3 separate regions of the Danio rerio genome follow, and regions 2 and 3 are each linked to region 1. Evidence: chromatin contacts called from public Hi-C data. All regions are on one chromosome and are shown on one strand. Each heading gives the region's core, a stretch centred on a gene start, on an enhancer-like site or on the middle of the called end of the contact. The rest is flanking DNA. Distances are from core to core; before and after follow the strand shown. Region 1 holds the start of prkceb (protein kinase C, epsilon b). Region 2 holds the start of dhx57 (DEAH (Asp-Glu-Ala-Asp/His) box polypeptide 57). Region 3 holds the start of calm2a (calmodulin 2a (phosphorylase kinase, delta)).

Region 1 (4,242 bases), core at 631-3,130:
GGCAGGTTAGGGTAATTAGGCAAGTTATTGTATAACGATGGTTTGTTCTGTAGACTATCGAATGAAATATAGCTCAAAGGGGCTAATAATTTTGTCCTTAAAATGGAGCTTTAAAAATTATTAACAGCTTTTATTCTAGCCGAAATAAAACAAACAAGACTTTCTTCAGAAGAAAAAATATTATCTGGTACTGTGAAAATTCCCTTGTTCTGTTAAACATCATTTGGGAAATATTTAAAAAAGAAAAAACAAAAACAAAGGGGGGCTAATAATTCTGACTTCAACTGCACACACACACACACACGCATGCACACATGCACACACACACACACACACACACACACACACACACACACACACACACACATATATATATATATATATATATATATATATATATATATATATATATATATATATATATATATATATATAAGTGAATAGTAAAAAGCTTTAAACATTAGACTAATTGTGCTTTACATGTTGTTGTGTTACAAGATAATATTAGTTAAAATATTTGTATTAAAGCATGCAGAAATAATGGTGTTTATTTTTAAACAATATTTGAAAAATATATTGAATCTAGTCACATTTAACACTATATCAAGATGCATTTTTTGTCTCTAATAGTTTTACATAATGTATTTGATTTATTTTGTAGTCTTGAGATTACGTATGTACTGAATTATGCTCTTATTAACATATTAATCATGCAACAAATGCAAAAAAAGTGTTAACAATTTTGAAAGTACAGTAAAGTATTAAGATGCCAATATTTCCAGCCAATACTCCTGTAAAGACACTGCCATCTACTGGATTTCACGGCTTGCATAATATAATTAAATATTAATCGTTATTAGTTGTTAAAATGACGAAATAAAGCTCAGCAGTCTTATTTTATAAAACATTTTTGCTAAATAGTTTTTTTTTCTATTTTAGAAGACAAAGGCAAGAGATGAATAGAGACGAGTTTATAAAACATGCTTTTAAAATGTATGTGCTTTCAAGCGCCATTTCCCCGGCACTTTTAATATTAAATGAATGGTGGAACAGACAGTGCGAATTAGTAGGCTACTATTTTTTCAATAATTATTTTCTATCATCATACATGACCCACTAGGCTTGGCGTTGAAATGGAAATTCCAACCACGAGATGTCGCTTTTGCTTGACTTATTTTTGAAAAAGTGGATCTCTAATGTATTACATTACCAAGTATACCGTTGTCCACAGCTCTGTGTCTGTGTCCGAAGCCTTTCTTCAGATCAAGTATTTCAGTGTTATTTTTTTAACTCACATCCTACTGTAGATTTAATTACATGTACATAGAAAATGGTATATAAATTAAGTTTTTTTGTCTTTTCTTTTTGCAACTACACACTAACATCAACATGTTTGCATAATTTGCTCAAAACAATCAACTTTTTTTGTTTTATTAGAGTATTAACTCGAGTTTTCTAGAATAAAATTAGTGGAGCATTTGTAGATCATTTACAGTGCAGCTGGAGTCATAGTACAGCACTGAAACATCTGAGGATCACACCCTAACGAATTCCAACGTGTTACAGTGTACAAACCAGCCTTTCCGAATATTCACAAATTATAGGCTTATAGGCTAAAATTGTATTAAGATATAGTGATTAAGAAACAAACGGCGTTCACGCGGTCTGTAGTCGTCTTATCTGCGTTTTATGCCTTTGGGCAAGGTGCATTATTCACATATGGTCTCCATGTTCCTTCTTCATCTTTAAGCCTGTGTATGATGCTTGACCAGAGAGTAGCAGCAGCGTCGGGTCCAACAGGGCCGCTCCAGTACCGCACTTACTCAGCCCTCTCCGCGCACTAACTGACGTGTTTTGCGCATTTCCTGGACCAGCCTTCAGACACATACAGTCGGGAGAAAAAGAGGCAGGTCTGCAGGAAACTGAGTACCGACGGACAAACAAGGATCCTGGGAGAAGCAAGTGAGAACGGAACCCTTGAAAACACTCATTCTCCTGTCAGAAGCGCATCGAAAGACGCTTTTGCGGAGATAACTTTCCTCCCAATGCGCGGAGGAGACACGTCAAGCGTTCCAGCCAGTCGATGGAACGGGCAGCTCACCCAGAGGAGATCCAGCATATATTTCTGGCATGTTTTGAGGTGTGGAATGCTGGTCGAGTCGCTGCTGATACGCTGTAGCTCTGTCTTTTCGCTCCAACTTGGATTGCTGACTGCATGCAGGGTGTTTGGACAGCTTCAAGATCACATGCAGGTTGTCCGTAGGTCATAGCAACAGATCCCCTCTACCTTCTACACACTGCATGAAGATCCACGCGGACGAGGAAGGGCATTTCCCGCTATCTCATAAATAAAAACAATCTTGAAAACACACCGGTGAACCGTGACATACACTGGTTAAATAATTAACCAGGCGCTGAAGTGGAATATTGTTACTAAAGCTCTCGAAAGTGGCCATGGTGGTTTTTAACGGTCTGTTGAAAATAAAAATCTGCGAGGCTTTGGACCTAAAGCCCACAGCTTGGTCTTTGAGACACGCCGTCGGACCCAAGACTCAAACCTTTCTGCTAGACACGTACATCGCCCTCAACGTAGACGACTTTCGCGTGGGTCAGACTTCGACCAAGCAGAAGACCAACAGTCCCGCCTGGCACGATGAGTTAGTGACGGAGGTGCACGATGGACGGAAGATTGAGCTGTCGGTGTTTCATGATGCACCGATTGGCTACGACGACTTTGTGGCCAACTGCACCATTCAGTTCGAGGAACTGCTGCATAACGGCAGCAAACACTTCGAGGACTGGGTAATGTCATTTATTGTTTATTTAGTGCCCCAAAGCTGTTAGAAATAGCTTGCTGTGATTGGAAATAATTGGTCTTTCCTGGTCATTATTTGCTATAATATCCCACAAACCAGCAGAGCTACAACCACTATAGAATACATAAATCCTTCAAGGGACTTTGTTACAGCTAATCACAATGTCTGCTAAGATCAGAAATTGTTCATGTTCCATAACAGTCAATGGTTTAAACTGAGGTTATTCATTGTTATAACACATTCAGTGCTAGTAAATGTTTCAGTTACCACAAAAGTTAGGTTATAACTTATCAGAGATGGCAACACCTGTGGCCAAAATGCTAGCAAAAGGAATTCGCATTAACCGGAAATGGGTTACCATAACAACCATGAGCTGCTACGACTTTCCAGTGCGAGCATGGGGCGGTACATCAACACATGACAACATGTGGGACATCTAAATAACAAAAGACAAAACCAAACACAAGTTTACACAACATCCACAAGACAACAAACAACAAAACACAAACATAAGTAAAGGGGTGAAAAGCATAGATATTAGCATTATATTATATTACATTGTTCATTTTTTTCATTTGTTTTGCGCAGCAGATGCCTTTCCAGGTGCAACCCATCACTGGGAAACATACACTCATTCACACACACACACACACACACACTACAGACAATTTAGCTAACCCAATTCACCTAACTTATAGCGCATGTCTTTGGACTGTGGGGAAACCGGAGCACCCGGAGGAAACCCACACGAACACGGGGAGAGCATGCAAACTCCACACAGAAATGCCAACTGACCCAGCCGAGGCTCAAACCAGTGACCTTCTTGCTGTGAGGCAATTGTGCTACCCACTGCGCCACCATGCAGCCATATATTTTATTACTACATTATTGTTAAATTATTAAATTATTATAAATAAAAAAATAAAAAAATAATAAATAAATATATATATATATATATATATATATATATATATATATATATATATATATATATATATATATATATATATATATATATATATATATATACAGTTGAAGTAAGAATTATTAGCCCCCCTGAATTATTAGATTTATTTTTTTCCCCAATTTCTGTTCATGGAAGAGAAGATTTCTTCAACACATTTCTAAACATAATAGTTTTAATAACTCATGTCTAATAACTGTTTTATTTTATCTTCGCCATGATGACAGTAAGTAATATTTTTATTTTATTTTTAAGACACTTCTAAACAGCTTAAAGTGACATTTAAAGGCTTACCTAGGTTAATTAGGTTAACTAGGCAGGTTAGGGTAATTAGGCAAGTTATTGTATAACGATGGTTTGTTCTGTAGACTTTCGAAAAATTTTTTTAGTTTGATTTAATTTAAATTTAGTTTTTTTTGTCTAGTTTATTCGAATCATTTTGTCCTTAAATGGTGTTTAAAA
Region 2 (4,242 bases), core at 858-3,357, 250 kb after region 1:
CAAAGTTCATAATATGGGAGAACTATTTAATATCAAAATTTGAGTCAAAATTACTGACGGTTTTGTATAATGTTTATATTAAGAAATTCAGAACATTTACACAACAGCAGAAGTCGTTCTGTAATGTAATAAACCTTTAAAGAAGTAATTTAAAGCTGTGAGCGTAGAAAATGAGCAGAGATTAAAAGACCCAGAATACTCAGAAATGACAAATGACTCACAAATAATTTGCTGGACTGAAAAGACTTGATTCTGTGAACTCAGCAACCTCTGAGAGAGCTTTTACTAAAGCTGTCTATCTAATGTAATTGGACCATTACGAATAGTGGAGTGCAGTGAGCTAGAGCAGTGCTAGCAGTGTTTGGCAGCATGTTGAGACACTAGGAAGAAAAAAAAACAGCTTTTATGCAAGACACTGAATTCCTTGCTCATATGTAACATGATGACACTTTTCTAGACGGCTGAACCTATATATTTTTAATGTTGTGAGTCCTCTATGATTGGGCTGTGCAATACAATACAGGCTATACATTTTACAGATGCAATTCAAAACTGCAGGACATTTTATTTGGGGCACTTAGTTATCCAAAAGGCCAGTGGTGGACGAAGCAACAATGTGCTTTTATGTTTTAAAGCATAATGATAATTCCTTACGCCAGACCCCACACCAGCTGATTGGTGGAGAGAAGACAGTCTAAGTGCTAAAGCCAATTATGATATGGGGAGGGTTAGGAGGCCATGATGGAGAGAGGCCAGTGGGCAGATTTGGCCAGGATGCCAGGGTGAAACCCCAACTCTTTTCAAAGGACATCCTGGGATTTTTAACGACCACAGAGAGTCGGGACCTCAGTTTAAAGTCTCATCCGAAAGACAGCGCTCACTGAGCAGTTTAGAGTCCCCGTCACTATACTGGGGCATTAGGACCCACACAGAGCAGGTTGAGCGCCCACTGCTGGCTTCACTAACCCTACTTCCAGCTGCAACCTAGCTTTCCCATGTGGTCTCCTATCCAGGTACTGACCAGGCGCAGACCTGCTTAGCTTCAGCGGGCGATCATGTGAGAGTTGCAGAGAGCTATAGCTGCCAGCAAGTATTACTTATTGATGTTCTTTTTTAGCAAGCTAATGATAATTCAAGAGTGGAAGTGACAAAATAGACTATTAAAAGAGTAGAAACGAAATAAATGTAGAGATAAATGTGTGATGCAAATATAACCAGAATATACAAATTGATCTTATAGTACGCTATATGCCTTAATTTATGACCAAATGCAATAGCCGCGAGGAAGCTGAATGACCTTTATGGCTATTTTTAAATACAACCCACCTAGTTCAGGTTCAGTCATTTCACATACAGCTCAACTTAACTGCTTAACATTGTATAGTCATGGCCTAAAAATAAGATTTACACTTAACTGTAAAAAAAAAAAAAAAAAAAAGTAAAACTATGGTAATGTAGAGGGTATAAGCTGGATGAAAATAGAGAAAACTCTGACTTTCCCATTCAGTGTTATTGATGCTCTATCTCAGAAATCTTTACAATTTATTATGGATGGGGAAGTTAACCCTATATTGGAACACTCACAGCAGGTCTGGAAAAAAGAACATAAGATATTTTATTTGTTCCATTAAAAACAAGGCTATTCTTCAATATAAAATAACCCTGCTATGAAGATAGGAAAGAAAACACTAGTATTTTCACATATATATATATGTGTGTGTAAATGATGTAATTTACATTAAAGATCCTGAGGTGTGGAATCTTTGAGTAAAGACTGTCATAAACATCTGACCATAATGCATCCACAAACATACATTGAAAAAACAAAAACAAATGATTTGTTGTGTAACATACATTAATAGACTCAAATTTAAATCTAATTCTTTTATTTTCACTTGACGGCAATATCCTTTTAATTTGAACTTCTTTAGTTTTTGAAGACAGAGGAAACTTTATATAGTTCTAAGTATGTGAATGGTATCTTTAGAGAATTTATGTGAAATTTCGGTTATTCATTTCAAAATACAGCAGCGAAGATAATTCAAAGACTTAAAGCTTTTATTTTGTAACAAAACACCTTTATTTTGAAAACGAAGCATGTTTCCTGTTGAAGCACTCCACTTGCTGCAAAATTCCACCTTTCATTTTCACAATCATACCAAAGTAGCTGTAACTGTACAGCAAGAGATTCGTGTATAACTTCAATTTGTTTTGTGAGTTGGGTTTCATTGTCAATTACCATTATAAGTTGAACTGCTGTTGTACTTGTAACGTTAGTCTGCCGGTAATGTACTAACGTGACCGTTTAAACGTCATCATAACTCATAACACGTTGAGTCACTGTGTTTTCACGTTTGAACATTTGTTTATGCTTGCAATCTTCATCAACATAAAATCAAGGCAGATAAGAAATTCAAATGAGAAACATATTCTTAATTGTTAAAAAGCTGCTTTTGTACATAATGTTTTTCAGGAAGTGCTTCAAAGCACTTGATTTATGTGATTCATGGATGCTCTAAAAGGTAGCTGAAGTCATGAGTGGAAGGAGAAGGAGCAAACCCAATCGGGGTGGAGGTCGGTTTAATAAACCCAGGGGAGGTAGAGGAGGAGGTGGTGGAGGTGGAGGCAAGAAATTTGCCAGTGGAGGCTGGGATGATGGAGATGATTTCAGCCTGGATTTTGGTCCCAGTCGCTCATTCAAGCCTCCCTCCTCTAGAGGTTCGAGAGGTGGAGGTGTCCGCGGGGCTCAGGGTGGAAGAGGCAGAGGAAGATCTCTGGGACTACCTAGAAAACACGATGATGACGAGGAGAAGAGATCCAGGTTTAGATCAGAACAAGTGCCTCTTCCCTTGCAGAAGATTCACATGACGTCAGAGAACAAACTACAGGTCAAAGAACTTCTTCGGGAACTTCAGAATCAGGAGTATCAAACCCCTAACAGGTGAACTTGTGTTTGCTTCTATAGAAACAGCAGTCACCATTTATTTAGTAGTTTTATGTTCATATAATTCATTCATTTTAAAACACAATGCGAACAACTAATTTCAAGATCTATCAAAACATTACAAAATTTGGTTTGAATAGAATCTATGATTGGCTATTACATTTTTGGTTTCGTCTATTTAGCCAACAAAGCATTCAAAATGTTCTAATCAAATTAAAAAAAACAATAGCAACATGTATTATTATCTAGTTACACTCAACTCCTCAAACAGACATTTATATTGGTTTACATAGTTTTTAATGCTGAATAATGTGTTCTTGTCATGTAGTGGCTCTGATTATGAAGGTGGAGAGGAGGAAGAGGATGAGGAGTATGATGAGCTGGACCATCGAGAGGAAGGTCAGTACTGGATAACCCATGATGATGGAGTAGAATATGCGGAGACTGATGACTGGATGGAAGACCCTGTTGAGGAAAAGCACAAAAAACCCGAACCGGTGATCTCCCTGTTTGCTCTTGGAACTCTGTGCAGGTATACTATTGCTAGAAGATTACCCTGTATAATTAGGTTCAGTATTATGTTTTTGAAAAGCAGCTATGCTTACTATTAATTCTACATTAAAATTAAGTGGCAGTGTTTTAGGGTTTAAAACTTAAAACTGTGTTTCATTGTGGGATATAACAATTATACAATACATCAGTATGCTTAAATGACCAACATCTGCTCTATTTAGACTACTTTAAAGTATTCTTGAAAGACACATGATAAAAAAAAGTTTCTGGTCAGTGTCCTTTTAATAAAACTTAATAAACTTAATAAAACCAATTTAAATATCATATACCATCAAATTATGTTAACAAATTATTAATATTGAGAATCATCAAGTGTATTTTAAGAATGATATTTTTCTTTTCGTAAATTACATGTTATTACATATTATAGTTTACTTTTAATATACAGTATGAGTAAACAATATACAAAATATATAGTATTGTACAGTAGAATTTTAACATGCATGTTAAATAATTTTTGAAGTATATTAAGGTAACTATTAATTAATTAATTATTTAGTTAATTAATTAATTTATTTATATATTTATTTATTTATTTATTAAAACATTAAGTCTTTCCCAAAGATGGGTTGCAGCTGGAAGGGCATCCGCTGCCTAAAACATGTGCTGGATAAGTTGGTAGTTCATTCCACTGCGACGACCCCGGATTAATTAAGAGACTAAGCCAAAAAGAAAATGAATGAACATTAAGCCTAATAAAAATGTTAATGACGGATTTATTGTAT
Region 3 (4,242 bases), core at 792-3,291, 190 kb before region 1:
GAAACAGGTAAATCAGATACTCCCATGCATTCAGTGAGAGCAAGCAGGTCTCTACTGCTGCTCGTGTGCTCATAAACCTTATGCCACATCTGACACATCGCTTGATGAGCCTGTCACAACTGATTATTCATTGCATGCACAAAATACACAGAAATTAGTCACTATCAGTCGGTTTTATATTAGCACATTTGTTCATTTAGAAGTCTCTATAATGTGTTTACCATGTTACTTTGAATATGCGATCGGAAATAGCATGCAAGCATGACTTCAAAACAGCATTAACACTATCTAATTGACTGTGAACAATGTTGTACTTTGATGATCACTGGCTAATATGATTTTTCTATTTAGAATTTGCAAAGAAAACTTTTCTGAAATTATGTTTTTAAGGAGAATGTCTGAATATCTGAATATAAAACCAACTTTACCTCTATCAGTCACAGGGTTATAACTTGTTATGAGGAGCTATTAGTCTTATATACTACTAACTACTTGGTGTAATTGCAATTAAGCCAAATTTTACATCAAGGCAACCATTCTGTAAAGCTTGCCAAAGGACATAGAGGTAAAGTTGGTTTTATATTGGTACACTTGGACTTTCCCCTTAATAATATAATTCCATAAAAGTATTATTTGCAAACTCTAAATAGCAAAATAATATAAGCAGCCAATGACTATCAAAGTACAACATTGTTCACAGTCAAATAAACAGTGTTGAGGTTGTTTTCAAGTCATACTTGCAGGTTCAGACCGAATATTCAAAGTACTGTGGTAAACAATATAGGGAGTGTGTCACAAGTTGTCACTAAATGAATATGCCAGTATAAAACATAACTTTAGAGGTAACTTTACCTCTATTCATAGGCCAGCCATGCCAAAAAAATCAGATAAAGATATTAGTGGATTTCACTGCAAAACTAATGGTCAAATTCTTTTAAAGGAGTGGGATGGGTCACTCATTTGTTTTATTTTGCTGATCACATTGAAATTTCGCATAATGATCAGTCTATATGCTCCGTCTCTGAATTTTGCTATCTTTCTGTTTATTGTTGTTTTAACATATTCAGATTAGTGGCTTCAATGGGTTTACCGGTCATATAAATAAAACTATTATATTGGTTCTCACAGTGCTGAATGCGCTGGCTATCAAGTATTAATTAATTGCTCAAGCCTATTTGCTAAGGTGGCATCACATTCATCATCATCATCAAAACGACAACATTTAGCCTACTTCTTGATCACCTAACGCTTAATGCATATCATCACAAAATACTAGTATTTATATATATATATATATATATATATATATATATATATACATATATATATATATATATATATATATATATATATATATATATATATATATATATATATATATATATATGTATATATAAACTACTAGGTATAGGCTTTATTATGTCAGTTATCAAGGTTGTTTCAAGCTGTAAAACTAAACAGCCTATACAATAAATAAGTCTATATCAAATTAAATAAAATATGTACAAATGGAGACTGCAATAGATGGGCATATTTTTGCCTTAAAATCCTAAATAGTTGATAAAATTCGTCACTTTCTATTGCATTCCTGCCACGAGCCCTGGTTAATTTTTAACCCTGATGTGTAGTGAGTGAGTCTGCCTGGGAATGCAGCTCTACTCGGATCGTAGCGAGTGACGCATTGCGGGTACAAATAGACCAATCAGAAGCAGTTTTCCTTAGCCATAACGTACAGTTCTGCGTTTGACGCATCACATTTTAGCAGAATGTATGTCTCCGCTGGTTTGATAGTTCCACTATAACAGGTTCCTCTTTCCTGCATATACCATATCTTAGCAATATGAATGGATCGCTATTTTAAAACGTCTACGGTATTTTGTATCGCACGTTCATTTATCACAACTAAGTCATGTTTGACGATCGTTTATGATAGGCAAGGAAGTGTGGTGGCGGATGGAGAAATGCAGGGGGAGGAGTTTATAAGCGACCATTAAAGGCGCGTCAAGCCCTGTGTGATTGCATCCTGTTTGTTTGCCAGCTGTGCACTGTTGTTCTGTGTGGAAATACATCTGCTAAAACAGCGCGATGGTGAGTAAAACCGTTAAATTACCATTACTGTTTATCTGGTGCAAATGCACTTATAATTGTAGCCAGCGTAAGTTATATTCAATAATGTGCGTTACATTCAGCATACAGTTCGTTGATAATGAATATATGCATGATATATATATATATATATATATATATATATATATATATATATATATATATATATATATATATATATTGTGTGTGTGTGTGTGTGTGTGTGTATGTAACTTAACGTTATAGATTGAATGTAACGTAACGTTATGGCAGTGATGTGGTTTAATAGGTATTATTTTGTTTGTATTTTTATGCGTAACGTTAATAATTTCATGCATAGAATATCAGTTAAATATTAGCTTTTTTTCTGCAACGTGAGTATGTTAAAGCATCAACTTTGAAAAGCTTAAATGATAGCGAAAACGTTTTAACGGGGATCTCATTTATGGCGCATTTCTTTTGCAAGAGCTCAGTTTTGAATATGTGCTCGTTATCTAACTTTGGTATGAAAAGCATCGTGGACGTCTGTCCTTTAATTTAGTGTTCCCCTCATGAATATAGCTGCACAAAGACTTTTAAGAGCGATGGAGAGGCACTGCGCCACCTTCTGCGTTTAATATCAAACTAATAGTAAACGCCAGAATGACAATTATGATATTTTGTTCACTCTCGTTGTTGCAAAACCATCCGACTTGTTGCCATTTCTTTAGAACGCATAAAGTACCTGCTGTTTACTTTCATCTAATATTATCCTCATAAAGGAACGTATTCTTTAAGGATACATTATGAATATAAATGAAAATCTAAGTGAGTCTCATTTATAAAGTCCACATTTATAAATCATCATCTGCATCTGTATTAACTTTTAAGAAGCATGGTTGATCAGTATAGGTTTTCCAGTAGTCCGTTCCAAAAATAATTGGATCTCCCAGTGCTTGAAATTATTATTTTCATTGTACATCTTTCATTTTCTCATTTGCAGGCTGACCAGTTGACAGAAGAGCAGATCGCCGGTAAGACATTGGCACGTGGCTGGTGGTGTGGATTCCCATGGTTTTCCCCTCTTCTCAGCCCCCCCTCTCCATGGATTTATATTATTTCCTTTTATGGCGAGCCCTGAGTCTTGCTGTGGACCTTTTTCCTAATGATTGGACGGGTTGTTGTGGAGGGAAGCAACTAAGACCAGGATTTAAAACCAAATCAATGAATAATTCCTATGGCTAATTGTAGTTTTCAATGAACACATCCTTCTCTTGTTCGGGAGAGTTAGTAACTGCAGGCACTGAGGAACAAGGGTGTGTCCCCTGTTGGACTGAACATCCTAGTGGCTTTGGCATGAAGTTAATGTTTGTTTGACCACTGGCATGGGTCTAGTTATGACCCGACAATGCAGAAACTAGTTTTATTGACATATCATTATATGCTTGGATTCTTAGAGTGTGATATTGCTGCTTTTGTTAGAACACATTGTTTTGGATTCTGGTCATTTTAGTGGCTCATGTTTTAAATGTATTATTTTATTTATATATATATATATATTTATATATATATATATATATATATATATATAAATATATATTTATATGTGTATGTGTATATGTATATGTATGTGTATATATATATATATATATATATATATGTGTGTATATATATATATATGTGTATGTATATGTATATATATATGTATGTATGTATATAATGTTTGGTGCTTTGAGGTTGACATTTATACTGGTCAAAGATCAGCCTGCAAGTTTAGCCTTTTAAACGCTGTCGAAAGAAAGATTTCTTTCATTTTCTCCAGCACATTAAGGCCATTGTGGTCGGTCTCCATAGTGACAGTGAGGTCACAGTGGTTTATCCATCGAGACCTAGTCACTAATTTGTGTTTCCCTGGAGAATTTATGAGGTCACAGTAGTGTTTCCAAACTGGCTGCTCCTCACTCTAGATCCTATATCAGCTCAATGGTGTCACAGTATTAGTTGTTCATATTGTTCAGTGAGTTTCCAAAGGCAACATGTAAGCAGGGTAAGATTTAAGATTTGCAAGAACTGGCCATTATAGCGGCCAGTAGCGTTTTACTTGCCAATTTCTCTTCGAGGGACTGATATGTTGTGCTTTTGTAGACTATTGTTTGAGTATAGGGGTGCCACATGTTC

What was found. A called contact is a pair of places that touch in the nucleus more often than the background predicts.
Region 2: a contact with region 1 is called in a Hi-C map of hematopoietic stem cells, with 6 times the contacts expected there. The contact joins the promoter of dhx57 here to the promoter of prkceb in region 1. A contact is called at or near these places in 3 of 18 Hi-C or Micro-C datasets (caudal fin, hematopoietic stem cells and an unstated tissue) and 1 of 4 datasets of contacts at active chromatin or transcription factors (embryo).
Region 3: a contact with region 1 is called in a Hi-C map of an unstated tissue, with 4 times the contacts expected there. The contact joins the promoter of calm2a here to the promoter of prkceb in region 1. A contact is called at or near these places in 2 of 18 Hi-C or Micro-C datasets (caudal fin and an unstated tissue).

The regions. Positions count from the first base shown.
Region 1 is chr13:8,968,833-8,973,074 of GRCz12tu, reverse strand. prkceb (protein kinase C, epsilon b) reads left to right here and starts at 1,880. Exons shown (of 15, transcript XM_021472628.3): 1 at 1,880-2,802. The coding sequence starts at 2,455.
Region 2 is chr13:8,716,533-8,720,774 of GRCz12tu, reverse strand. dhx57 (DEAH (Asp-Glu-Ala-Asp/His) box polypeptide 57) reads left to right here and starts at 2,107. Exons shown (of 23, transcript XM_021480720.3): 1 at 2,107-2,213; 2 at 2,474-2,941; 3 at 3,273-3,476. The coding sequence starts at 2,535.
Region 3 is chr13:9,160,826-9,165,067 of GRCz12tu, reverse strand. calm2a (calmodulin 2a (phosphorylase kinase, delta)) reads left to right here and starts at 2,041. Exons shown (of 6, transcript NM_199996.2): 1 at 2,041-2,088; 2 at 3,068-3,098. The coding sequence starts at 2,086.